Linked DNA regions of Mus musculus: region 1 is linked to region 2. A link is a contact called in public ChIA-PET data. All regions are on one chromosome and are shown on one strand. Each heading gives the region's core, a stretch centred on a gene start, on an enhancer-like site or on the middle of the called end of the contact. The rest is flanking DNA. Distances are from core to core; before and after follow the strand shown. Region 1 overlaps Btbd9 (BTB (POZ) domain containing 9). Region 2 overlaps Zfand3 (zinc finger, AN1-type domain 3).

Region 1 (7,031 bases), core at 1,283-3,782, 170 kb before region 2:
AAATGGAGGAATTTATATAGTGTTTTAAAATTGACTATTTGCTATTCCATGCCTGTAAAATTTTCTGAGCTATGTTAGAAAATTATTAGCTAATGGTTAAATAGCTAATGTTTGGGGGATGGAAAAGATGGCTCAGTTGTTGAAGAACGCGTGCTGCTCTTGTATGTAACCCAGGTTTCAGTCCTGAGCACTCGTATGACAGCTCACTGCCATTAGTTACAGTTCCAGGGACCTGACAACATCTTGGCCTCTCCAAGTACCTGCATACATGTAGTGTACTTAGATGGACTCAGGCCCACACATATACATAAAAGAAATTTTAAAATAATATTTAATGTTTATAGTATTCTCTGTTTTTATTGAATCAGTTTTGATATGTAATATTTTCTAGAAATATTCAACTTTGCTGATTATAGTTATGATTAAATGTGTGATATGTACAATTAGTGCTTTAAGTGGATTCAGTTATAAACAATCTTGATTTCAAGGTTTCCGTGGTAAATACCCTTCTTCTGTAAGTAAGAGGATGGTTTCATTCTTAGTTATTTCTGGTGCGCACCCTGGCCCCAGCTCCTGCATGGTTTCTTCTGAGGAAGTGTTCTCTGCAGCCATGTACAGTTGCTGCTGACATGCAGCTTCTCATGTGCAGGGTTTGCCTGTCATCTGCCCACATGTCCAAATTCACAGGTAACATGTTCAGCCAAGTAGATGGACGTTTTGGCAGAATAGGTAGGTTCTAAAAGAAATATGGTAGGTTTAAGGAAATGAGTCAGTTGAGGTGCTAGAGACTCTAGCCATCACCTCGAGAGTGGCTGTGATAAGCCTGATGCTTCCTTCAGGAACTTAGCTAGGCCTGAGAGCAGCCAGCATCCTGCAGGAAGGAGCCGTGTGTGTGTGTGTGTGTGTGTGTGTGTGTGTAAGGTAATGCACTTAAAGGAGATGATGACATGCAGTATATTCACATGGATGTCATTGTGACTCTAATTATCCAGTCCACTCAAGGTACTGCATAGCTTTTATGATTATATCCACTCCAAGAAGGGCAAATACAGGATAATAAGCACCAGAGCCGTTGGGTCCTCAGAGTGCCTGGCCGAGGCAAAATGAACAATGCCAGCATGCATCAGTTCAGCTCCAGTTTTCTTTGTACACAAGTGCAATAAAATTTGATATGTATTGCAGAATGTTAGGAGATTTTTCAGTGGCTAATGATTATGTAGTGATTCCCTTTTATCGTAGAGTTAACACAGCTCATTTCTGGGTTTACAATAACCTTGGTATAGCTTTCATTTTGTTTAACTGCACGTACACACACACACACACATCATTATTTGTGATGTGTGTGCTTTATTTGTGAACCCCCAAATACAGTATTTCTTTTACTCAGATTGTAAAAAATATTATCAACTTTAGGATATATTTTCTTCCCTTATTTTTTTTTTAATTTCCTGCTTTCTAGAACACTAATAAATATTTAAATGCAAATACCACTAAAACCTCTCTCCATCTTTGGTATACCCTTCAATATTATGTTTACAATGTAGCTTCGTGTTTAGCAGTCCTTAGCCAAATGATATATGGTTTCCTTTCTGCAATCTTTCTTCTTAAATCAAAGTGTGAGCCTTTCCCAAATGTTTTCCCTTCCTGAGCCCTTGTTCACTGTGTATAATGCGCACATTGAGGGGCAGGGATGAGCCACACAGGGATGCTTTCTTACATGGCCTCTGTTGCTCATTAAACAGCAGTTCATAATGTGAAATATGCTCCTTGCTTTACACCTAGGGCTGCAGGCACCAGTGCTTTTCTGGTCACAATTACCCTGTCTGTCTGTCTGTTTGCTTGCTTGTGCTGGCTCAGGGTTGATTGCTTTGGGAAAGTTTCAACAAATCAGTTCCATAATAAACTATGTCCACTTGAGACCTGGAGCTGCAGAGGCTGCCCTGTCTGTCTTCACCTTGCAAGCCAACCATGGTGGATTTGGTTTTCCGCCTGCCCTTTCCCACAGACCTTGTCTTCCTTGAGGAAGTCTGTTCAATAATTCAGATAGTTAACTTCCTTTGAGCAAGAATGGGTCTGAAATTGGTACCAGAGTTCAAATATCTGGTGACCTCTCCTGCTGTGGTTCTCAGGGAGGGACACTTGTCCAGAAGATGCTTTTCCAGCTGCAGCCACTTGGCTATGCTGCTGTGGACCTTGAATCCTGCAATGCTCCTTGGGTTTCCATTTGAACCTGCCCAGAAGATGGTAAGCACCCTGAGGGCACACACAAGCTTTGTAACTTAGCATGGAATCAGTCCTCTTCATGCCAAGGTCTGCCCCACATTGTGCCTCCTGTGATCCTCCAGGATGTAGCTGATACTAATGGACAGCAGGACATACAATTTACTTGTTTAATAAACAACTTCACAGTTTCCACTGAGCATAACTTTGACCAAATTTATGTTTCATTGTGGCATTGGCAACCATGCTTTACATAGGAAGAACCCCTGCAGACCACATCAGACCTCCACGGATGACGTGGCTTGCTTCTCCTTCAGTGCTGGTTTTGTCTGAGCACTCAGCATTTTGTCCCAGAGAGGAGTACTGATGATGGACTGAATCTGAACTCTTGCCCCTCATCTCTCTGGAGTGCTGGCTATCGTACTACAGCTGCAGCGAGAAGCTGCCTTGTGGTTTCCGACATTGTGTTCTAAAGATCGCTAAAATGTCTCTTGCCACTACAGGCAGACTAGAAAAGCTAGTGACAGTTTTCTGAGATGCAGTGGGTGCATCCCTGGATCCATCAGTGCTTTTGAGCCACATAAAAGGTATTGATCTCATGCCGACCTCTGTGCAGGCCTCCCCTTCTCCCTCAGGGCTCTATTGTGTGCGCACACCGTGGGGGAGGAAGATGGAACTTTCTTTTTCAAATAATTTGTTTTAAACTGAAAGCATTTTCATTAATTACTTCTTGATTCTGTTGATTATGCCAAAATGAGACATTTCAGGGAGATATAGATAATTCTTTTCTTAGGTTATCATAAGTTAAAATGCTGCTTGGTTTTAAACGGCACGATTATCCAGAAATTTCTGAGTATTCATAAGCCTGGCTCTGAAGTTACAGACTGTAACTTTCCTGTGTCTTCTACATTTATGCTGTTGGATGCTTAATAAGCTTTTTTTTTAAAAAAAAAAAAAAAAAAGAAAAGGTATGAAGTCACAGGTAGATTGAGAGGTAGGAGGAGTGGGTATGGATCTGGGAGTGAGGGGTGAGTATGAGCAGAATATCTTATTTATAAAAATGCCTAAAAGAGAAAGAAAAAGAAAGGCTGCAGCTAAGCCTGGGGGGGGGGGGGGGAGAGGAAGGGTGAGAACAATATGAGTGAGTACAGGTTCCTTCAGAAACGTGTGACCGCAAGACGGAAGACAAATACCGGGAGTGTTTACACCCTTGAACTTTGGCACATTTAGCCCTTCAAAGGTTTAAAAACAGTGCACATTATTTCAACAGTACATGAAAGATTAGGTTTAGCAGATAAAAACAATGTGTAAAACAGGAGTTCGAACAAAAACTAACAAGCTTATTTTTCAGATAGATTCTAGGCATGGAAGTGTTAAATGCTGCTTACTGTAACGTCTTTGCAGCATCCTTTTATCTTTGATTTTTAATGATATTAGCTGTAGCTCTGAATTTTAACCTAGTGTTACGCTTCTCCCTGTCTTCTAGCATTAAGAGTAGAAAGAATGCTTTTCTGAAGTCAGATTTCACACTTTTCATAAAAAGGCAGTGGTGGTGCACGCCTTTAATCCCAGCACTCGGGAGGCAGAGGCAGGCGGATTTCTGAGTTCGAGGCCAGCCTGGTCTACAAAGTGAGTTCCAGGACAGCCAAGGCTACACAAAGAAACCCTGTCTCGAACAAAAAGAAGAAGAAAGAAAGAAAGAAAATAGAAAAAAAGAAGATGAAAAGGAAACTGCTGTGTGTGTGGGTGCACCCCTTTAATCTCAGCACTCAGTAGGCAGAAGCAGGTGGATCTCTGTGAGTTTGAGTCTAGCCTGGTCTACAGTTCAGGATAACCAGGGCTACTTAGAGAAACCCTGTCTCAAATGCCCCTCCTAAAAAAGGAACTATCATAATACATCCCTGCCCACCCTATGTGTGGTGTGTGTGTGTGTTGTGTATTTAAGTAATGTACTAATAATGTGAAAATACAGGGATGACTGGTCATGATTTCTGTATTCAGTGAACGTAATATCTTATTAATTCTGGTCCAATTCAGAGAAATAAATCAGTGCACAAAATACTACTACCCCAGAGCAGAAAGACTGCAGGTCTGAGTAATTATGTGAGGTGGGATCTGTTTACTGATCACTCTGTGAGCTCCCTGAATCCTAGGTCACTCTCAGGGGTGTCCAGGGGATCTGGAAAGAACAAACCAGTGCATTTTACTTTTGACTTCATGAGGCTATGTAGCCTCCTGAAGAGAGGAGCGCTGTCCTCAGCAAGTGCTGCTTACTGTGTCTGGTGCTGGTGAGCACATAAACAGTCCTTAAGCTGCGGAAGAGCTGACTGAGCCTCCCTCTCCCTTCCCTGTGGAGGAAGGAAAGCAGACAGGTTCAGCAGGGAAGCCGGGGTGGGGTGGGATGGAGGAACCCAAGGCTCTGTGCATGCTAAACCCCCGGGCCTGATTAGCATTTCCATAAACTCTGGCAGCCGGTGTTATATTTGTGTCCTGGCAAGTATAAGAGTCTGCTGGCTGCAGAGGAGCTGTGAATGCATCAGTGGTAGTGAGACACACACCTGTGTCAGGTTGGGAGGTTCTTGGGAGGACGAGCACACATAGGGTGCTAAGTGCTTCAGTGGCTCAGCTTGAGGGTACTAAGCACTTAGCACCCCATGTGTGATTTTGGTGTCAGTGCTGAAGAAGTCAAGAACATACTCTCTTTCAAAAAGAAAATAAACACAAAGAATGATTTGTTGCTCTTGAAAATATGGATGGACATGGTCTTACAGTTTCATACTTTAAAGCATATGTGAGCCTTTTTTTTTTTTTTTTCTTGGAGGATCTGTAGATTGATGGAGCAAGATTTTCTTCCAACTGGATAGCAATACGTTTGACTTTTAGAAAATGAGTTATGTCAGTCCACGCCAAGCCAGTGAAACCCCACCTCACAGCTGCAGAAATAGCCCGGGGAAGTGACAAATTAGTGTTCCTCATCAGCCTGTGATTAGGCTTAGCATCTTTTAATAACGAATGTGACTCTGCATTGGAAGAGGATAAACTGGCAGTTTTTACAAAGATAGAGTCTCCCAGGAATTTTGGTGATATTTAAATTTTAATTACTTTAGATGTGGGGCTATGAGAATGCTGAAGGTATGGCTAAAAATCCTGTCACTCAGGGCTCCAGAGATGCTTTTTCCTTGATGGCATGTGTGACTGCTGATCTAGGAGAGAGCCATGTGTACACTGTGATGCCCGTGGGATTTGCAAGGTGGGGAGCAGCTCATTGAAACTACTTACTAACGTTGAGCCATTGCGACTTCTTTTTCTTTTTGTGTTATTACTCTGTGCATAAAACCATCCCTCTTGGTCTTATATTTGTTGTCTAAAACTTATATTAGTCTTTCCCTTCATTTTTATGAAAATTAAATTAGCCATTGAGACAAAAAGGGGCATAAGGAATAAGGACATTCAAATGTTTCTTATCACAGTTAGGTGCAGGGAAGAACGGTCTGGAGGCATTAAAGAATGGCCATGGCTGCTTACAGGAGTCACTGTGGTGCATTTCTGAGCTAGCCTTGTCTACATTATTTTGAGTATGCTGACATGCAGAGTACAGATAGTAGAGTCTATGGCTTCAGGAAGACACACAGGCGAGAGCAGCAGCCTGTCCTTCAGTAATGGATCATGGCTATCAAAGTGACCTTGAGAAGTGCCCATCTCATACACCCCATGTTCCTGCACATGACTGTGTATCACCCTGGGCAGAGCAGGCCTGTCTTGTCTGCTGCTGGATGAGCTCTGGGAGTCCTCCAGGTGTTCTGTGCCCACCACACCAGGCTGCTTCTCCTCACTGCTGCTTCACTGCTGGATACTTGCAGAGTGAATTTCTGTTCTTTAGGAAGAGAGCCAAAGTTCAACTCTTGCACAATAAAGGGTGTCATCTGTGCACAGTCCACAGAATGGTAAATTGTCCTGGGCTGTACAGATCCTCTTTCAGTAAACTAATACTGCTGAGATCCATTAGAGCCACGGGGGCTGCCAACTCCTTACATCCAGACTCATCAACTTGGTTTTTGCTGACCACACAGTCAGCAAGAGCAATGTGATAAGCCTTGGATGATAAACATGGTTCTGTTACAGAGACACAATGGATCACAGCCGAGAAGAGAAAATGTTTTAGATGAGGAAAATAAATGCCAGGAGCAAGGTCCTTCTGGATGAGAGCAAGGCCTTCTGGTTCTAAGAGTCCTGTTTCCTGTGTGAAATCTGGAAAGGAGGAGGAAACAAACAAACAAACAAACAATGGCAAAAGTGTCCTTAATGTTTCACATCAACCTTCAGCCTCAGGCTCCTGCAAGTTTGCAAACAATACCAGGGAAACCTTTGACTCCAAAGCATTAAAGGCAGACTTCAGTGCTTGCTTAATAGAGTAGAGGCATTTGTTGCAATGAAATGCAGATCTTCTGCTAGTGGGGATTTATTGTGCTGCTATAGCGTCTTTATTATTTCCTATAAAATACAATCTGATGTAAAAATAACTGGTCCTGTGACACTTACAAGGTTGAATCTGATGGGATGTCCATTGCAGATGAATGGCCCTGTGAATAATTTATGTGTATTGTCACTTCTGTGTGGATTCTCTTAGACCCACGGTAATTAGCAATAAGTTCTAAGGTAAACCAGGGAGTAGAAGTACCAGAAAGTCATGTAGGTTAGTGAGCTCTATTGATCCTTTAAAATAACTCCATAGTAGCGACCATGGGAAAAGAGCCAGTGTTTTTCCAAGTCTGATTAATAGCTGATTTAATTCATAAGCCTTAAGCCCAAAG
Region 2 (7,050 bases), core at 993-3,492:
CTGATACTCATCTAGGAGAAAAGATGGCACTGAAATCTCAGCTAACAAGGAATTATGTTCCAGGGTTGGGCCATCGTCCAGCAAAAGCAGCGACAGGCTCAAGGGGTGAACAGTGTTTACTGCTCGTCTGCTTGGTATTTGTGGTCTAGAAATTCTGGGGCTGAGCAGAGGAGGAAAGAAACTACTACATCCTGTGGCTGAAGAGCACCAAGACGCATGGAGGGGAAAACAGCTTCAGGTCACAGGAAGCAAAGAAGAAACCTGCTGCACATAACTCAATACACTCAGGCCATGTGTCCTAAACCAGGGGCACCCAGGGCACCGAAACACACAAAGAATTCACGAAGACAGGCTGGGTCCTAGGTGGACAGCAGGGCAGGACAGGGTGGCAGGGAGGTGCACTGATGCTGAAGTCTCCAGCTGAGGGCAGGAAAGGACACTGCACAGGCAGTCAACAGACACAGTAAGCACTACAGTCCACAGGGAAATCCAGGCGGTGACGCTGTGGTATGGAAAACCTACCTACAAGCCACACACAGCTTCCCTGCTGAGCCCTGTGCACATCTCCCACACTCTCTTGGACACACTCCTTAAACACAAGCACTAGCTCTTGCCAGGGTGAAGGCAGCGGTGGGAAATTAACCCTTAAATTGTACTTAATGCTGAAAAGACAATTTCAGCCGAAGACTGAAGAAAAGCCTGGGTGCAGGAGGTGCAGTAGGTGGACCAAGGGCAAGTGTGTGCTCAGCATTTAACCTACGGCCCTCTCTGTGCATCTACCCGACAAGAGGAGAAAAGAATGGAAGGAAGGCCCACAGCCCCAGGAAGCGTGACTGTGTTCACAGGTGACATGCCACGCGTGTGCAGCATCTTAGGAAGGTGGCACTAACAGGAGCTAGAGAGGCTGCAAAAAAAAAACTACTGTGCTTCCCGAGGGAACAACAATCTAACAAGAGGTACTGGGGATTCTAAGCACAGTACCATCAGAAATTCAAAGTACTTTGGGACAGCTGCACAGAAGACACACTCTGAGAACTATAAAACAGGGCTGAGTAAGTGTAAGACCTAAGTGAACAGAGAGAGGCTTGTGCTTGACGTCTGGAAACGCTTAGGGCAGCAACTCCAAGCCTTCACTATCAGGCTCAAAAGCAGGAGCTGCTGCAGGGTGGGAGTGTGCAGCCTCAGGTCTGTGTGTGTGTGTCTGTGTGTGTGTGTACATGTGCGTGCGTAAAGTGAGTGATGTTTGAAAGGTGAAGCGACAGTTCACCAGGATATCTGCAGAGTGAAGGCCCATGGAGAAAATGCTCAGTGTGTGCAAGAAGAAGAGAGTTACCACTGGGTGGACAGGCACTCGCTAGGACAGCTGGAGAGGAGCAGCCCAGTGCTGAAGGTTGCCAAGAGCACGGAGAAGCAGTGCCGGCGACCTGTGACCTGGCACAGCCGGGAAAGCTGCTGGTGCTGGCTAGTGTCAGACGCTCACTTACCACTCAACACTCCACCTAAAGATTTCTAGGTAGCACTCACTGCAGCTGGTAAACACGGCCTACCCTCTCAATGTGGCATTCTCAGAGGAAGACTGACTGATAGCAACACAGACGACTCGCAGAGCCTGCCATGTGGCACAGACCTAAGACTACACACTATGAATCCACGAACTCTAAAATTCTAGAAAAATCAAAACTGCCAAAGAAAGCAGGTCCGTGGTTGGCTAGCCCTGGGCAGGGGGTGAATGTGCTGGAGGGGCTGAGTCCTTCTAGAAGGGCGGACTAAAAAGCCACCGGTAAAGACTACACAACCTCAATGAATTTACCTCAACTTTCTGAACTGCAAAACGGAGAATTTTATGGAATGGAAAATGTTATTGTATATTCATTTTTAAATTTTTTAAATTCTGGACAAAGAATTAACCAAAATTGTTTATTACTAGATCAAATCTATAAAATATCAGTAATGTATATGTCAGAATATCGCCATTTGTCTATAAACAGTCTGGGCTCTGGTAGGAGCTAAGGCGGCGGCAGCTACACACAGTCACTGAGGTGAGATCAGGTGTCTGGTATATGATGAATGCAGCCTCTGCCACGGGCTGTTTGGCTTGGGCAGGGCAGCACCCACACCTGTGCTGTGCCCACATGGCCCTGGCCAGGCACCCAGGCAGGCTGGACCTCTGGAGGGGAGCAGGTCTGACACTTCGTTAGCTGTGACAGACAAGCAGCACAGGGACTCGGCAGCTGTTTGGTTTTAGCCCAGAGCTCTTCTTGCACAGGAAGGGGAAGTGGCCATTTTGTATGAGCCGGCACAGTGAGGGGGGAGTGCGACTTCTCTCACCTAAGCTAATTCCCACCAGAGGATAGTTTTTCCCTTTTGGGAGTGTGGACAAGACTCACCTTCCTCTTGAGCCATGGGTAGCACACATCCTAGTGTTACCTCAGGAGTAGGGGAAACGTGGGCCTTCATTACCAGACTCAAAAGCAGGAGGCCTGCAGAGTGGGTCTCTCCATTGCCATCAGCCAGTTAGTTCCGGCTGTGTGCTTGACTTAAAAAAAGAAGTCAGATCATGTTGCCCACTGACGGTGCTTGCCCTGAGCTAACATCCGACCTCCTCAACCGAGAACGGGCAGCCTCTTCTTTCTACTAGACCTGATGCCAGTTCTACCCAGCTGCAACCCCCCCCCCACAACAAACACTGCCCAAGTGTTCACCTTTCCTCCATCTAAGCCATACCCATCCTTAAGGCCTGAAGGGCAGAAGCCAGTCCAGCCTTCCAGGTGGGATGAAGCCCTCCCGCCCATCCTCTCAAGGCATCTTGTAACTTGCTAACGACTCCAGTGCTGGCTTGTCTGGCGACAGGCTGTTCCGTGTGTGCGTGCCTTCCTGTCAGGCCCAGCATAGGACCCCTCCTACAACCCTTGCAGAAGTAGCTGGTTTTGGAGTGGGGGGAGGAAGGGAAACACAGGGACACATCCTGTTATGCTCCCACTCCTCCCTCAACTCCTCAATGGAGACAGGAGCGGGGCTGAAAGAACTTCAATTGGCCAAATGTGGAACAATGTGAGTAATGGAAAACATTATCTATAGCACTGACTCATGAGTCAGGGGAGGGAGGGAGGGAGGGAGGGAGGGAGGGAGGGAGGGAGGGAGGGATCCATGGCAACTACAGGTTTAAAAAAAAAAAAGGTGTCTCTACTCAAAGAATGCCAGTGCCAAACAGAAACTGTGGAATCAAATCATTCTGAACTGTCACATGAGACTGGTTCAGGCAAGAGTCATAACTAGATGCCAAACCTCAAGGACATCATTTGCTTTTTTGGGACAGGGTCTCCCTATGTAGCCTTGGCTGTCCTGGAATTCTCTGTATAGACCAGATTAGCAAACTCCAAGATCTCCTGCCTCTGTCTCCAAAGTGCAGGGATTAACAGCATAAGCCACGGTGCCCAGCCTCTCGGGAGGCTTTGATGAAAGCATGGACAATACTGCCAAAGTATGCCGCACGCACAACCGCGTGCACTAGCGGAGGTGGAGAGTCGAGTGTGCACACGAATCAAACCGCATCAACAGCGAGAGACTGGAGAGCACTGAGCCTTCCAGAGTGAAGCTCCAGGACAGCTCATAGCACAACGGACAGCAGCTGAGAGAGAGTGCACAAGTGAACAGATCCCAGATGAAGGGCGCTTGGACCTTAAAACCCATGACATTTGTGTGCGTATATGTGTGTGTGCATGTCCAACAGAGAGGGCCTTATTTTAAAATATTGAAATTGTAAAACAGAAAGTTGGTAAGAATGTTCTGGATTAAACCACACTGAAGATAATAAGCACAACACCTGATCAAGGACAAGAGCTTGCAGCGAAGGGGAGAGCAACTCTGGAAGTTTAGCATTGCTAAATCAGCGCGCGCGCACGCGCGCGCACACACACACACACACACACACACACACACACACACACACACACACACACACACACGAACCATGGGCGGAGGACCCAGGGCAGCAGCACTGGAGTGAGCTCCCTAAAGCTGGAGTGTGCTGCAGGGACTGGCTTTACACAACAGTGTCTGTCTGTGGCCCCAGGGAACACTTCAGAGGACGACAAAGCCGAGGTGAACACAAGCAGCTCTCAGATAATGGCCTGAGACAAAATGTTATTTCCAAATAGAGCTGAAAACAAGACCAGGCCTGCTGTTCAACTGCTTGCATGAAAAGTCCTAAAGGCTGAAGGGTGTGCAGAGTGGTAGTAACGGTCACGCGGGACTCGCTTCACTGAATCTCTGGGGGCAAGCGTGTCCCAACATACTGCCCAGGAACTTCTCACGGCACCACACTTAGCCTTTGGTCTGTGAGCTCGCACATCCCACATCTCTTGCTCCTCATAGAACTTAACAAAATCCTTGAAAGGTCATCTCAGAACAGCTGTTAGTGACAGTGAATGACAGACCCAGAGCGGCCACAGCAGCCCACGAAGACAACACACCACAGAGTCCCACGCACCCCATGCAGAGCCCAGCCCCAGCACCATGGGCCCTGACACGAACAGAAAACTTACTCTGAAAACAGTCAAGAACGTGAGATTACCATGAGGTCATAAAAGTGCCTCTGGTCCTGTGTGAAGCCCACTAAGTTGCCACACACTAAAAACATACAAACATGTACACAAGACCTTACACTAGTCCTTGACAGGCAATTCTGTGCTCTTGAGAAGCAATGCTATGCAGAGGGCACAGCATTAGGTGCTGTGCATGGCCCAGACTCAGAACATCCTCTAGATGGCCTTAGGAGACAAGACTTGCAATGACCAATTCTGCCACCCTGTCAAGCAGAAACTCAACAAGCAAGCCTGCTCTGTGTGGCTGTCTTCTGTCCCGAGACCTGGACTTTGGAAGACGCTCTAGGTCAGAGGACCAGCCTACCCACACCACATGTCCTACATGCCTTGTCTAACTGGTACCTGGGAAGACTGCGCAGGAGAAGGGGGTTCTTTTGGGACTGTTGACAAAAGGTTATCTCAGTCACCGTGAGACAAAAGAAATCATCTTCAAACCCACCTACTTATTGCAAAAGCCCAGGGAACGTCATCCTGGCAATTAACAATTCCTATCAGCACAGCTGTCCTGTGTGAGAAGGCTCGGAACTCGCCTTACAAATTGCTCTTCTGAAGATCAAAGGGAAGCTGAATGTCTGTGTGCTCTCGATGAGACTGTAATTTAATGGAATTTTTAGAGAAGGCTTTGCTGGCAGTGCTTGGATGACAGCCCCGGGGCGGAGGATTCTGGGGAGCTTGGCCACTCTTCCCTTTGGAACGTCTTCTCTGCCTTTAATTGGCACCTCATTAGAAATTAATGAAAATGACATCCTCTCTTCTTCCTGCTCTAGGCACTGAATGCTACAAAAAGGCCCATCACAATTCATAACACATTCAATTTATATAGCAATGGCTCTTAAGCATTATTTATGAGATGTGAATTTCTTGTCAGCAGTTAATAACCTGTACAGAATGGAAGGGGAATGGAAGAAAAGATCGGGAATATATACAGAGAATGATTATTCTGCAGTGGAGAAGTATTCTGTTTTAAGTTCAACTATGTTGAGTCCTCCCTTTCAGTAGTAAATATGTTTCCCTCTAACACCTTCCAGGGCAGTTCATATCTTCAAAACACTCCATGTATCCTCAAGGAAATCGCCACACAGCACAGCCCACCCTCTCCTAGAGGAATCCAAGCAGGCAGCCAGGAGAGCAGCACAAAGCAGTTAGTCAGAGCCGGCCCCAGAGCACATGTGCTCCTGAGGCCCTTCATCTTTAAACAGTGGCAGGTCACATAGTCGCCTTTCTGAGCTCATGGTCAAAGGCTCTCCTTGACCAGAGTGAACTCCAGCTCTCTAGGAAGGACCCACCTAAAGGGACTTTTATCTTAGAATTGGTCAAGGAACTACATGTTGTTACCTAACTGAGAAAGAACTCAGGTCTATAGTGAACTCTACATAGAGACCCAGCCTCCTGGTCAGGGGTGAGGATAACTGAGACACTTTGATGGTGCAGCTGACCACAGAGAGAGGCACAGGGCCATCTGATAACTACTACCTGACGTTTTTCAGCTGGGTGCTAAGACCTGTGGAAACTGAGTGGTTTGCATCAAAGCGTCAGGGTAAATGTGGAGACCTGGGTCTTCTAAACTACTCTGTAAACTCCCTTGCCTGCCTGAAGAGGAAATTCTGGGAGCATTAGCCACTGCCAGAGGCAAAGCAGCAAGCCAACTGCTTCATCTCCCTCAGCAAATCCTACAGGCTGCCACACACCTAGTCACTGCTGAGGAGGAAACAAGCATATTTCTACCTCTCTAGTCAAGAGACAAGCAGTCTGTATAATAAGGGCAAGGAGAGCTAACAGAATGCAGAGCTGAAGACCAGCACAGCTCATCTCAATACAGAGCAAGAACCTGCAACCTCAGGGACCATACGGACCTGTCAGTATGGAACAAAGCCACCAGACCCCAAAATGTCCTCAGCTTGCCACAGAACTACCCTGCCTCACTGGGCCACACCACGGGTTTTAGGGTAAGCCGAGTCTAAAACCCTGCAGTGTCTGCTCCCGCTACCCAACTCTCTTCTTTACTCACAATTCACAGCAGAAATGAATGCCACACCCCACCTTCCCTGTCCCCACAGGGAGGGACAGTGACAAACATAGACCGGTCATGCCAGGAACAGCATTTCGACAAGCCAGGCCACCCCATGCTCCCCTAGTTACACAGCTCAGACAGCTGAGGCACAGAGCAGAAAAGGTTCTCTCTTTAGAAGTCACTCAATGCCCCAAATTGAACTTGCCAGCTCCCAGTACCCTTAATGTAGGACAGCTACAGCTCAACAGAGCGCAGAGGTAAAGCCCACCTCTTAGAATGGAAGGTGGAGAATTCTCAGAGGCTGCCAGATGACAACTCTATTCCACAGACCATGGGACAGGAAAACTGTGAGCTATCATTTCATCTTTGTGCCATGATATAGGAAGAAAAGCAGAATTTGCCTGTTTTGTTTCACTGTGTGCAGGACAGAGTTTA

Evidence for each region. ChIA-PET counts read pairs in DNA pulled down with a chosen protein or histone mark.
Region 1: an RNA polymerase II ChIA-PET map of memory CD8 T cells shows a contact between it and region 2, with 16 read pairs. The contact joins two enhancer-like sites. A contact is called at or near these places in 1 of 115 datasets of contacts at active chromatin or transcription factors (memory CD8 T cells) and 2 of 9 other capture datasets (embryonic stem cells and embryonic tail).

What each region holds. Positions count from the first base shown.
Region 1 is chr17:30,359,937-30,366,967 of GRCm38.p6, reverse strand. The region is part of intron 6 of Btbd9 (BTB (POZ) domain containing 9); the gene reads left to right. Among named protein-coding and RNA genes, the nearest start is that of Btbd9, 210 kb to the left of the region's middle. Within about 2 kb of position 2,532, at least 15 of the 459 cell types and tissues checked have an H3K27ac peak or open chromatin away from gene starts, as enhancers often do. A contact at or near this core is called in memory CD8 T cells, where this site is marked.
Region 2 is chr17:30,193,018-30,200,067 of GRCm38.p6, reverse strand. All of the region lies in intron 5 of Zfand3 (zinc finger, AN1-type domain 3), which reads right to left. Among named protein-coding and RNA genes, the nearest start is that of Zfand3, 190 kb to the right of the region's middle. Within about 2 kb of position 2,242, at least 107 of the 459 cell types and tissues checked have an H3K27ac peak or open chromatin away from gene starts, as enhancers often do. A contact at or near this core is called in memory CD8 T cells, where this site is marked.